2 separate regions of the Oryctolagus cuniculus genome follow, and region 2 is linked to region 1. Evidence: chromatin contacts called from public Micro-C data. All regions are on one chromosome and are shown on one strand. Each heading gives the region's core, a stretch centred on a gene start, on an enhancer-like site or on the middle of the called end of the contact. The rest is flanking DNA. Distances are from core to core; before and after follow the strand shown.

Region 1 (6,746 bases), core at 2,475-4,974:
ACCAGTTTGGCAGTTTCTTAAAAGGTGAAACACTCACTTATCATACAATGCCATAATTCCATTTCTAGCTATTTACCAAGAGAAACAGAAACATGTTGACACAAAACTCAAAATGAATGAATATTCAGAAGAGTTTTATTAACACCACCACCAAATGGAAAACAATCCAAATATTCAGAAATAGGTGAAATGGTCAAGAAAGTGTAAATCATCACCATGGGCTGCTATTCAGCAATAAGAAGGGGTGAACCAGTTAAACACACAAAAACACAGGTGATCCTCAAAAACATGCTGAGGGGCTGGTGCTGTGGCATAGTGGGTAAAGCCGCCACCTGCAGTGCCAGCATCCCATGGGCGCCGGTTCAAGTCCCAGCTACTCCACTTCCAATCTGGCTCTCTCCTATGGCCTGAGAAAGCAGCAGAAGACGGCCCAAGTCCATGTGGAAGACCTGGAGGAAGCTCCTGACTCCTGGCTTCGGATTGTCACAGCTCCAGCCAGTGCAGCCAAATGGGGAGTGAACCAGTGGATGGAAGACCTCTCTCTCTCTCTGTGCCGCTCCTTCTCTCTGTGTGCAACTCTTTCCTTTGAATAATAAATAAATCTTTAAAAAAAAAATGCTGAGAGGAAAAGAGAGTGGGAATTTACATTATATAATTAATTCATATGAAATTCTAGAATCAATGAGATCAATATATTATGAGAAAAGAGGATGCATGATTCCCTGGTGCTGAGGGTGAAAGCATGATTTACTGCAAAATGACAAAAGAGCACTTTAAAGAGAGATGAAAATCTTCTCTATCCTGATCGGGTCACAAAAATATTTTGTGCAGTTGTGACGGTAGTGACATGAGCACACATTTATCCAAACAAAATGAGCTCTACTTCCAAATAAGTATATTTTATTGTATTGAAGGTAGCCTCAAGGTTAATTTAACCTCTCTTAGAAAAATATTAACCAGATAATACTGGTGACACCAGTATTTTTTTGTGGTGACTCCCCACAAAAATTGTCAAAAATATCCAAGAAAACTCAATACCTATTTATGGTTATCAAAAACATTAATAAAATGAAAACAGTAGAGTCATGTTGGAAAGCCAAGAATAGAAGGAAATTTTTTAATACTGGCTACTGATCAGAAAGCTTCAGCAAACACCCTAATAAAAGCTGAAACAGAAGCATTCCCCTTCAAGTCAGGAACACCCAATGCTTCACTACTAGTGCTATTATTAACATTAGATAGTAGCTATGATTGATAAAGCAATGAGGGAAATTCATTAGGTTATCAACACTGGAAAGGAAACCACGAAACAGTAAAGATTTTCAAATCATCATCAACCCAATAAAATGATTAGCTACATGATAAACTTAGGAATTCAAATACTTTCCTATAACCAGAAGAAAAATGTTATTGAACCATCTACCACAACAATCAAAACTACAAAACATTTAGGAATATTCAGAATGTCATATGTAAGGCAAAAGATAAACTATAAAATTTTGTATTCCCTAAGAATATGAAGGAACACGTGGATAAAATGGAGAGAACACCTCTTCCAAGGGGACAGACTCATACTGTAAAGGTCAGCTCTCTCTAAATTAATCTAAAAGTTCAATACAACATCATACAATATAGCCCAGGATACTTTTTACTTGAGTCTGAAGTTTGTCTAGTAGGAGAAAAAGCTTAAGCAGAAAATATTTTCAAAAGATGACAGATAAATGGTTATCAAAAATTTAAATATGCCCACCCTTTAATTAAGTAATTCCGTTCCTAGGAATCCATGCTCCAGAAATCAGCTCACACAGGAAGTTTGCTGACTTGTTCTCAGGGACTACTCTTAGGATGCCAGGTAGGACAAGAAGTGGGAGGTGTGCTTCTTACCTTCCAGGCCTCCACACTTGAAAATTTGTAAATCAAGGCTCTAAGGGAGGTCATTAAACATCAAGCAATAAATCAGAAAGTGGACTTCATTATAAGCCATTATTTGTGACTGAAAAAGGAAACTGCAATTAACTTAAACGTCTTCCAATAAGAAGCTGGCTGCTTGAGTAACAGCCCATTGGCTGATGAACTACCACTTCCTCTCCAAGCCTTTAGGAGAGAGCCACACACGACCAGGAAACTCTCGGCCAAGATGTACAATCAGGTGAAAAAAACGACTGATGGACAAAAGTGCTGGATATACTCCCACTTCAAGAAAAAAGGCCAACGCACTGTGCATGTCTGATGTCCACGTGTTTCAAAGTGCATTTGTAAAAGAAATTTTGAAAGATTAACAGTAAACTGTTAAGTCCAGTTACTGGAGTGAGACTGGGGGAGGAGAAGAATTTTTCACATTTCACCTAAGAGTCCTTTATTTACATCTCAGACTGTACACCAAGCTTGCACATCTGTAATTAACAACAGAAATGAAGTGGTTATTTCACAATTGAAAACCAATTCCAGACAAACGACAAAAGTCGAAAAAAAGTTGAGACCTTTATTTCTGTTATCTTAGCTTTTATTTACATACTCTTCAGCTGATCTGCAGCCTTTAGCAAAGGTGACTGCCATTTTAAAGAAGCGGGACCAAACATTTCATGATAAAAATAACAGAATGGAGTGAACCTTTTTTTTTTTTTTTTTTTAAGAAAAACGTCAACTTCGCAGAACCAGCGGACTCAGAGCAGTGCCTATGCAGATGTAATTTTTCTGTTACGTCTAAGCCAGGGAAACCTCCCCGATTATTCTTGCACCCTGCAAAAACACTATCGGACCGCCTCCCCCTCTCTTCGACTGGGTCTGAGCGGCTTTAAACTCACCATTTTGGAAGTGCGCAAAATGATTAACTAGCAGTCGTCCCGGGGAGGCCAGCACCGGCGGTGCGGCGGCCCGCCGGAGGCGCGCTCCCGGGCAGCGGCGCCCAGGCAAGGGGCTCCCGGGACCGGGGGACCCCGACGGCTACGCTGCCCACGGCGTGTCTGCGCCCGGGGCCTCCGTGACCGTCGGGAAGCACGCACACGCAGCCGGCCGGCAACGGCCACGGCAGGTTTCGGGGGGAGGGGGCCGCAGGCCTGCGGCGTCAGGGGCCCGGCTCGCCCGGTGGGCACCGCAGGCGGGTGGGAGGCGTTGGCGGGCGGCGCACTCGCCCGGCCGCGAGCGTGGGGACAAGGGCGGCGGGGTCCTTGGCCGGGGCACCAAGGACAGCAGACGAGGCCCGAGGAAGAGCGGCCGGCGGAGACCCCACCACCACCACCACCACCACCACCACCACCACGCCGAGGGCTGCCATCCGTCGGGGACGCGGCGTCCGCGGGGCCCCCGGCCCGGCGCGGACAGGGCCCAGGAGGCGAGGAAGGCCTCTTCCCAGCCATCAACCCCACCCACCATGGCCGGCGCTGCGGGCCGGGGACAGGCCCCGCTCCTGCTCCAGAGAGGCAAGAACGGCAGATGAAGGCAGCCATTTCCTCGCCCCGACCCCCACACTGCTGACATCCGAACAAGCCCGATTTTAAAAAGAAAAAAAAAAAAAAAAAAAAAAAGAGGAGAGGAGAAAAAAAAAAAAGCCCCTCACCGAAATGTGCAGCGGCTCCGGAGCGAGAACAGCGCTCGATCCTCCACCCGCCACCACCGCCTTCTTCTCCGCCTCCGACTCCTCCCCCGCCGAACGCGCAGCAGCAGGCGGCTGCGGCGGCGGCACGGCGGCGGCGGCGGCGGCGGCGGCGCGGCGGCGGTAGCGGCGGCGGCGGAAGCAGAGGTGGCGGCGGCGCGTCCCGCCCCTTGCGCGGCGGCGGACACGGTGGGGAGGAGGAGGAGGCGGAGCACGGCGCGCGGACCCCGCCCCCGAGCTCTAGCCGGCCAATAGGAATCAGGAGCCTCTGCCGGGGGCTGAACGCGCACGCCCAATGGGAGCCTGAGGAGTGGGCTCGCGTCAATGGTTGGGACGTGGCAGAAAAAGGGAAAAATACTCGCACTGTCTTCAGCGTCTTGTTTTTCGTGGGGGGGGGGCCCTCGCCGATTGGTCGAGGAGCGGGAAGACGGCGCCCGACTCCGCCTCCTTGCCCCGCAGCACTGCGACGTTTGGGCAGGGGGCGGTGCTGAAGCGGCACAGCCTTTTGTGGTGCGGGCTGGGAGAGGGCGGGTCTCCGGGAAAGCTCAGGGGGGTGTGGAGGGCAGGGCTGGCGCAGTGAGGACTTTATCACGAATTCCGGGAGCGGCCGCCAAGATGGAGCCGTCGGGTCGGTCCTGATTCGACTGGGAACCTGGCGGAAGTTCAGGCCCTGCCCCTGCTGGGGGAGACCCGCCTGGTCCCTGCTAAGCCGTGGCCGCAGTGCCCGCGGTAGTCCCCGGACGCCTGGCTTCGCTTAGACCTGGGTAACTGGCTACGCCCGCGATGCCGAGCGCCGCTTCGTCCCGCACTCGGCCACGCGTCGCCGCCCTGAAACGCACCTGCGCGTCCGCTCCCCCTGCCCCTGGCCGCGGCGCTCGGGATGGGTCGATCGCTTCCCTACGCCCCGCGCCTCCAGCCCTGTGACAGCCCCTGTTAGGGACCTGACGCTAGTTTGTTGATGGAAACAAATCATCCGTAATTTACTGTAGAAAGTTGGTTTTGTGGGAACTTGCTGCGTGTTTTGTGGCAGCAAGTCTGATTCCCAGCGCAGCCGTTGGAGTACCTGTGAGTATCTTTGCAAGAACCCGTTCCCCACTTGGTACTTAACTCTGCCTTCGCACGTGCTGCTCTGTGAGCTTGGAGTCTTTTTCTACCCAGCTCCTTCACAACTTGAGAAAGAATTCATGTTGTCATTGTATTTCCTAATTTCCCGGTGGGATCTTGGATTGCTTGAAAACACTAGTTTCCTTGGGTGGGCGGGGTTTCTGAGATTTCCACTTTTATTTATTATTTTCTTTAAATAAATGTATTTTTAAAGAAAAGTTTGCTTGTTTTATTTATGTGAAAGGCTGAGCTACAGAGAGAGGGGGAAGAGAGAGTGAGCTTCCATTTGCTTGGTTTACTCTGCAAACGCCCTTCACAGCCAGGTCTGGGTCAGAGGGAAGCCAGGAGCCAGGAGCTCCATCCACCGCCTCCTTCCCAGGAGCGTTAGCAGGGAACTGGATGAGAAGCGCAGCAGCTGAGGCTCACAGTGATAGGTGGGAAGTCAGAAATTAGCTTCTGTGTGTGTGAGAGGGGCTGTAGGAAAACAACGCATCTGCAGAAGCTCCCCTTGGAAGCAGCCCTGTATCTAACACTACAAAGTCCTGTCCTGACCCTGATCACTTTCCGGGTGGTCTCAGCATCCCCCCCGCCCTCCCCCGCCCAAGGAAAGCTGCCCAGGAGAATCCTCTGGCTTCAGCACCAAATGGCTTACCTGGCCTGATAACGTGGAGCAATAAAACTTTTACATCCTTCCTCCAAGGCAGACACCCTAGGGGAGGCGCCTCTGTCCCCAGACAGGTGGGCTTCCCAGACTGAGAGCCCTGGGAAACCTGGGGTAGCATAGTGAAACCTTGGGAGGAATCTCACCTGATTCACCCTCACCAAACCCTTTGTCCTGGAGGAGGAAGGGGAGAGGAAGGAGAACTGCAAGAAGGACTGGACCCCTTTCCCTAACGAGCCCCAGTCAACACTGACTGCACTCCCTCCCTCTCTCAGCTCTGCTGTGCTGCCCACCTGGCCTGCCAGGTGTGTGCTCTCCATTGAGCCATGTGGCCTTGCTTTCCCCAGTCTAAATGACTGGGCACTCTCTCGGGTTCTGTCCCATCTATTTTGATGGATGCCCTACCCCATTAAACCTTGCTTCCTTGCGTACCACTGCTCTCTGTCCCCCGTCTGAATTTCTACCCCACCCATCTCCTGCTAACAAAACCAGCACTCTGATCTGGGATGCCCATGTTGCAAGCTTCACCTGCTCCATCACAACAATGGCTCTCCTTCATTTTCTTTATGAAACTGCTAAAGAACTGAAATTAGCATCACCTGTCCTGCACTGAAAGTCACTAAGAAAAGTGAACATAAAACAGTCTTTTTAATACTAGCTAGAAAGTACTGTCCACTAAGGCTCTGAGCCTCAAATCCACTCTCTGTTGAGCGGGGAGGTTACCAAGCATTATACACATATTAGAGACACAGCACTCAAATGACACTTTTTATCACGATGTAATCAAAGGCTAGAAAAAATAGAGCCAAAAATAGCAATTACTTTCTCACTATATGAGTCACAGTTTTTAATTTACCTCTGTGTCCCAGCTACAGTCATCCAAAGACATCATAAATGAGCTATGTTATTCTTTGAGAAACACTGGTGTGCAGGTTTAAAACATGTACAAATCAAAGAGCATATTCTTATACTAGCTCCTGCTTGTATTACTATGTGCTTCTGTGCAAGCTCCATTCCTTTCTGGCTTTGATTTCCAATTTTCATGTGGGAAAGTAATCATACATACTTATTGGTTGTTGGGGGGGTATTAAGTAACCTAATCAATACTATGCATAGCACACCTAGAATGACATACTAAATACATATTAGCTCATATATTATTATATAGAAATGTGGGTAATATGTATTGTTAGCTTATATATTTTTTGTTATCCATCCCAGAGTTTAGAGCTACTCCCTAAAGCAATGGGTTGAAGGAACCACATGGTGTAATGCAGCAATTCTTACAGAATGATCCCCAGGCAGGGCTGTATTATGGTATAGAGAGTTAAGCCACCACCACCTACATCCCATATCAGGCGCCAATTCAAGTTCCGGCTGCTCTGCTTC
Region 2 (6,746 bases), core at 2,067-4,566, 320 kb after region 1:
GGGCCTTAAATATACTAATTTCAAGTAGAAAACACTTTCCTAACATGGCCACATAATTTGTATAATCAAGTCAGGTAGCAGTCATTTCACCTTTGGTTTCAGTCCTCAGCATTTTTACTCCACACACCCGTTTGGACTCATAACTCAAAGGTTCAGTAGTTTCCTCCTTGTATAGCATGTATCATGACAGAATGTACCCTCCTTCCTGAGGTGACCATTTTAGAGTTGTCACATGTACTCATAATCACTATATCCTCTCTAGCTCAAATATGTATTACTGAGACATCTCAAATGCTTGCTACTTCCTGCTCATAAGATCCAATCAACAAGACGTTGTCAATGTAGTGTACCAATGTGGTGTTTTCTTGATGTGTTAAGACAACCAGTGTCATTGTATTATGGATTTTTGTACCCTGCAGGCAACATTGGGAAGGTATCCTGTTGGTCCTGCCAGGTAAAAGCCAACTGCTTCTGGTGGTTTTTTAAAAATATAGAAAAAAACAGCATTTGCCAAGCCAATACTGTATACCAAATGCCAGGTGCTCTGTTGATTTGTTCCAGCAAAAATACTACATTTGAGACAGCAGCTGTGAATGAAATCAACACCTGATTAGGTTTATAATAGTCCACAGCTATTCTCCTAGGTCCATCTGGGATTGTCCGAACTGATGAGCTAAATGAGAATGTAAATGTCACCACCCCTGCTCCTTGAAAGCCTTCCATGGTGACATTAATCCCTGCAAGCCATCTTAGCAATGTAGTGTTGCTTCTGGTTCACTACTTTGGAAGAAAGCAAAAATGAGCTTCCATATAATTTTTCCCACTGCAATGGCTTCATTCTCTAGGTAAGCAAGCCAAATTGGGGACCCTGTCAGTTGCTAAATATTTCTATTCCAATTACACATTCACACATGGGGAAAGTCATCACACAGATGGTTGTGAACCAGTTGACCAAACTGGTCATGCACTTCGCTTGACCAGGGAAACACTTCAGCTGTGGTTGGTGGGTAATGGTATTTTCTGTTGCAGGAATTCAGCCAGTGTCTAATAAAATGCAAAAGATACACATACATCCTTTTTGCCAATGTACACTCACTCCAGTAAATGGTCAACTTCTTGGGGGACACTTGGAGGGCTTTATCATAAGTACAGGGACAATGGTGCAAGGCTCATGGCATACAGATCCCCCTTCAACAGAAGTATTCTGGATGTGTCTCCACTGAGAGACTTTTTGCTCAAATCAGAATTTGGCTTCCTGAACTACAGCTTGCTATCAAGCAAAATTCTACTTGGGATTCCTCTGTCTTTTGTGTCCAGGGCATCTCAGTTGGCCAAGGTTGCTACTTTTGGCAGATATGTCTACCTCGTCCTTGGATGTTAAGGGCTGCCTGGCCTCTGCTCTGCGGGATCCTATCATCATTACAGAAATTAGGGAGCCCCTGTCCATCTCAGCATCTTCCACTGCGAGGACATCCACAGAGGAACTCACAGATGCAGGTGTTCCCTACTAGTGTGTATCTCAAACTTCACCGAAGAGAGTGTCTTGGGGGGGCGTCTGCATAGAACACGGTGGGGGTTGGATCTGCAAGTTGCTTATGCAAAGTCCAGTATAACATTTTCACTTCCCTAAACCGTTGGATCCCTGTTCTACATCATGTTGAGGAGGCCTTGGTATTTCAGTCTTGCAAACTGTAGGGCAACACTGAGACAGAGTTCCTACCAAGACACCAAGTAGGCTGTTAGAGCCAGCTACAGCTATGTGAGCTATCATATACAATTAACCCCGTAACCCTGGACCTGGCTCAGTCTAGTGCCATATTCCACCTTCCAGGGTCTAACACCCTTAGCATCCATCCTTATACATGGCTGGCTCCCAGTTGTGGTGTGTAAGCAAAGTCATCTCCCTTCATAGTGTACATCTATCTCCCGGGAGCACACTGAAACTTGACCCTACATATCATAGCAATAGAGGGCGCCTGCGGGTTAGCAGAACTGCACCTTATAGGCACTCAAAAGACTCCTTCCCACACCCTGGCCCTTCTGGGCAACTTTACAGCCCTAGGGGTCAAGTGCAGCGGGCACCTGCACCGCCGGGGCATTGCTTCATTCAGAAGGCACTCCATCCAGACCAGCCACAGGCGGTTGCCAGGTAGGTCCTGCATGCTGTGGATTGCTAACATTCCACTTCCTCTGGCCAGGAGCTCCAGGTCAAAGTCTCCACCAAACCGATCCCCAAACCCCACCTCTGTGGGGTATTTCTCTCGGGATTACTCCCCGAACCCGGAAGGTTTAATAAAAGGAATTAATCGGCGATTACAGCAAGGAGAGATTCAGTAGCACTATGAGAATTCTAGCGAGTACAGACCCAGCAGCTCCAAGGAGCTAACCTGAAAACTGATCCTTGGGACAGGACGGTGCCTAAAAGGTCTCCACACTCCATGCCGCCGCGTCCCCCAACATCTAGATCTTACTGGAAAATATCATGTAGTTTTCCTCACTGAATGGCAGAGAAGTCCCTGCACAGCCTAGTTGAGAATCTGCCCTCGAAAACGCCCCGAGTCCCTTCCAGGGTGCAGGCAAGCTGTTCTGAGGGCAGCGTCCCGCGCTTCTTCCCCCCGGCCCCCCGCCCCCCGCCCGCACCGCTCCCTGCGGGAGGCGGCGGCGACGGACGCCCGCGCTGCGGGGCTCTGCACCCGAGCAGGCCGAGGGCGCCGCGCGCTCCTGCTTCCCGCCGCGTCTCATCAGCGCCCTCTACCGACCCCGCCGCCATCCCAGGAAGGAAGGAAAACCTATGCTAGAGGCCCAGATCCATTGCCACAGCGCAGCAACTAAGGGTGACTCTGGAGCCGAGGGGCGACGCCATCGACCCTCGGCCCAGGCATCACTTCTCAGATTCCCCTCCTCTGTCTACACCCGCCGGGAGCGGCCTGTGGGAGGCTCCTCTCCCCCAGGTTTCACCGGGACGTCACAAAAGGCAAGGGAGGAAAAGAGGAATCCGGACAGAATTCGCAGCCCGCGTCTTCCGAGGCGCGCTCTACCCGGGTGCTCCGGGACAGCAGACGCGCGCCTCGGCACGGGGAAGCAACCTCGCCGCAACGCGCGCCGCCGGCCTCAACTGCTCAGCCGCCGCCGAGGTCTTCCTGCCGCCGGGCCGAGGGCGGGCGGACGCGGGGCGGGCCCGGCGGGCGGCGCGCCCTGATTGGGCGCTGGGGGGCCCGCCCCCTCATCCCGGCGCGTCGGGAGGGCGGGGCCGGCCGCCGCTCGCTCGGGGGCTGCGGGCGCCCGTTGACCCAGCGGCCGCCGCGCCGCCGCCGCCGTCTCCGGCTAGTGGCGGGCGCTGCTGAGGTGCCGGGTGGCGCCGGAGAAGCGGCGCTTCTCTTTGCAGCTGCAGCCGCCATCTCCGCGCTCGCGGGGCGGGAAGGAGGGAGGGGCTCGCAGCTGCAGCTGGAGCTGGAGCGGGCTCCTCTCCGGGGACGGTCCTCGCCTCAGGGCTCTCCTTTTCCTCCCGCCCGGCGCCGCTGCCGCCGCCGCCGCCGCCGCCCGCCCCCGGCGCCCTCCCTGAGGCGGCGCGGGAAGGTAGGGGCGGCGGGGGGCGCCCGAGGCCGGCGCGCGTTCGCGCTCCTAGGGAACTCCTGCCGGATCCGTGCGCCCGGGGTGGACGCCGGCCCGGCGGCGGCAGCGGCAGCGGCGGAGGCGGCAGGAAGAGGCTCGGCCACGAGCGGCGGGGGCGGTGCCGCGGGGGCGGACCCGGCTGTCCCGGCGCTAAGTTGTGGGGCCGGGCTCCTCCCCATCCAGTTCCTCTCCGCTCGGCTCCTCGCACCCAGCTCCGTTCCGCGGGCCCGGGGCCGCTCGCTCGGTGCCTGCTCTGGGTGGGGGGGACGCGCCTGCCCTCGTCGAGAAAACTTTTCCTGCCGACTCCGTCGGGGGGTGGCGGTGACAGGAAGTCGGGGGCAGCGACCTCTCCTCCGCGCGCCCCGCGCGCCCTGCCGGCTGTTGGCGCCGAGCTCGGATCAAGTTTGCGCCGGCCCCTTCCCGACTAAGGGCGAGTCCCGTCCGGAGAGCGACGCCCGGCCCCAGGAGGGCGGCGGGCCGGGGCCAAGGCTGAGGGCGCGCCGTGGCGCCGGGGACGGGGTGCGGAGTGGGGCCCGGACCCGCACCCGCGAGGGAGCCTCCGGTGGCCGCCTCCGGGTGAAGACGATAGCGTGGCCTGGGTTCTAGTGAGGAAAATGAAGTTAAGCCGCCAGTTCACCGTGTTCGGCAGCGCGATCTTCTGCGTGGTGATCTTCTCGCTCTACCTGATGCTGGACCGGGGTCACTTAGACTACCCCAGAAGCCCGCGGCGCGAGGGCTCCTTTCCCCAGGTAAGCGCGGGGGCCGGGCCGATCCCCGGGTCGGGAAGGGTCGGGGGTCCGCGGCGCTCGCCCTGCGGTGACGGCGATCCGGGGACCTCCGCTTCCCGGGCGCGCCTAGTTAACAAAAAGTGTCGCGCGCGGGAGAAGTGGCCGTGATCGCGCACACGCGCCCGGGCCGGGCGAGGTGGCCGCTGGCACCTGCCGGAGGGGCGCGGGTGGTCTCTAGTACGTGGCCCGTGGTCTGCCCGGAGTTCAGTCGCGCGCGTCTCATGGTGGAGACGGATCGAACGGACCCGGACTAGGCGGCTTTTTTTTTTTTTTTTTTTTTTTTTTGCCGTCTCCACGGTCTCCTACGACAGAAAAAAAAAAAAAGTTTATTTCGTGCCGCGGCTCTCTTCCATGTGGTTCTGTGCGGCTGACTTCAGTGTCTTCATTGTGGATGGGGAGCTGTTGCATCGGGTTCGTTCGGAGCAGACGTGGGGAGCCGAGCGGGTAAGCGCGTGTCATACTCGGGCCAGAAGCTGTGGGGCGCTCGGCCCTGCGCCCGCTGGTCAGATCGGCCGACGCGCGGAGAAAACGACCCGCCCGAAGTCTTATTTAAAGTGACTAAAAATAAGCATGACGGACGCGGTTCTCTTTGGAGGGTCCCCTTTCTCTTTGCTTGCCAATGACCTGTACGCTTCGGAATTGTTAGTGAAAGGAGGTGTTGTGCCGAGCGTGCTGTAACGAATGAACCCGCAGAACCTAGCCTCATCGCCTCCACGACTTCGGCGGCGTGGAGAAACCTAGGATGTCGCTGTTGGAATTTTGTTTTTGCCGTTGCTTCTGTCTGGTATGCTAAGATAAATGGCTTTTGTTGAGTTGAAATTAAAGGGCAAACTTTACTTGAATTACTGTGCCGTGCAGAAAGACCCCCCTTATGGATGTTGTCATCAGTACAGAGCCCTGCAAGCATTTTGCAGGTGCGCGGGATTAAACGTCTTGTTGCAGACAGGCGTATCAAAATTTCTCAAAGCTTGTGCTTCCCTTGGGTTATGTGTAGAGGAGATGCAGAATAAGCCCCATGGGCTGGCTCTAAATCTTGAGCTTAGAGTTTGTCCAGTGCTTGTTGACGAGGTTGGAGAAAAGGTCAGCGTGCCCTGTTCTAAGCTTTGTTTCTATTTCTCTTGTACACTTTGGATGTTAAACTTACTATGATTTTTTGTCACCCAGTACCCCATTTTCAAAAGTTTCTTCATTACAGAAAAACAAACAAAAAAACCCCCTAAGCATGGGAATGCTTTACTTGAAGTGTTGTCTTGAGCAGTGTCCTTTGGGTCTAGCTTGGTGACCACTAGAACGTGATTTATGCAAACATCTGTACCAGCTACTCTGGCAACCTTGACATTGTACTGTTTCGAAAGAAGTGAGTGACTCATTCAGTTACTGGGAAAGCTTAGGCCAAGTTAATTGCAGTATCTTACTATCCATCTCTGGCACTCATTGAGGGGCTGACATTCTGCTTAAAGTGTAAAGGATTTGTTGAAAGTGACAGAAACTGGAAGAGAGAGCAGCCCGTGTGTGTGCGTGTGTGTGTGTGTGTGCTGTTCCTTGTCTAAGGGAGAAGGTTTGGGAGATGGGCTTCTCTCGGCTTTTCTAAACTGGATTTTCACCGCAAGAGGAAGGTATCCTTTACTGGGTTAGTGTTTGGTTCCAGAGTTTATTTTGGGGCAAAAATTATCGAAACCCATGCATGGTTTTTTATAATACACATTTTTCCACATCCATGAACTTTAAAAAAAATTATTTTAGAGATGGGGTCGAGGTGAGGGGGATAGGGATAGAGACAGAGAGAGGAGAGGGCAAGAGTTCCTACCCACTGGTTCGCTCCCCAGGAGCTGGCCGTGGCAGGCCAGGGTAGGGCTGGGACCAGCGCCAGAAGCCAGGTCTCCCATGTGGTTACTGGAACCATCACTGCTGCGTCCCAGGATCTGGGTTGGTGGGAAGCTGGAGTCAGGAGCCAGAGCCAGGAATCCAACCCAGGCACTCTGGTGTGGGATGTGAGGGTCTTAACTTCCGGGCTGCAAGCCCTTCGCTCCTTTCCATGAGCTCTCTTGTGAACATGGATTTCAAAGCTGTTAATCTTTTCCAGTTTCCATGAACTTTTTGTAAGACCCGTGTATGTCCTTTTAGACATCTAGTAGAATGATTTCTCTAGAAAGGTGTGGACTTTCTCTGAACTGGACACATTGTAGTGTCCTTTGGGTGCTACAGGACCTTCAGAAACCGATAAGATCCGTGTGGTAAGTAGGATGCTTTTAAAGACCATCCTACAGGGAGAACAATATGTGTTCTGTTTTTGGGCTTTTGTTATTCTCCCCCTCTTCTGGTGACTGTGTTTCCTACCTCTTGGCC

Evidence for each region. A called contact is a pair of places that touch in the nucleus more often than the background predicts.
Region 2: a Micro-C map of ear pinna shows a contact between it and region 1, with 8 times the contacts expected there. The contact joins the promoter of MAN2A1 here to the promoter of PJA2 in region 1. A contact is called at or near these places in 3 of 6 Hi-C or Micro-C datasets (ear pinna, psoas muscle and an unstated tissue).

The regions. Positions count from the first base shown.
Region 1 is chr14:32,042,534-32,049,279 of mOryCun1.1, forward strand. PJA2 (praja ring finger ubiquitin ligase 2) reads right to left here and starts at 3,725. Exons shown (of 10, transcript XM_002713961.5): 1 at 3,557-3,725.
Region 2 is chr14:32,361,672-32,368,417 of mOryCun1.1, forward strand. It overlaps MAN2A1 (mannosidase alpha class 2A member 1), which reads left to right and starts at 3,317. Exons shown (of 22, transcript XM_051853587.2): 1 at 3,317-4,361. The coding sequence starts at 4,227.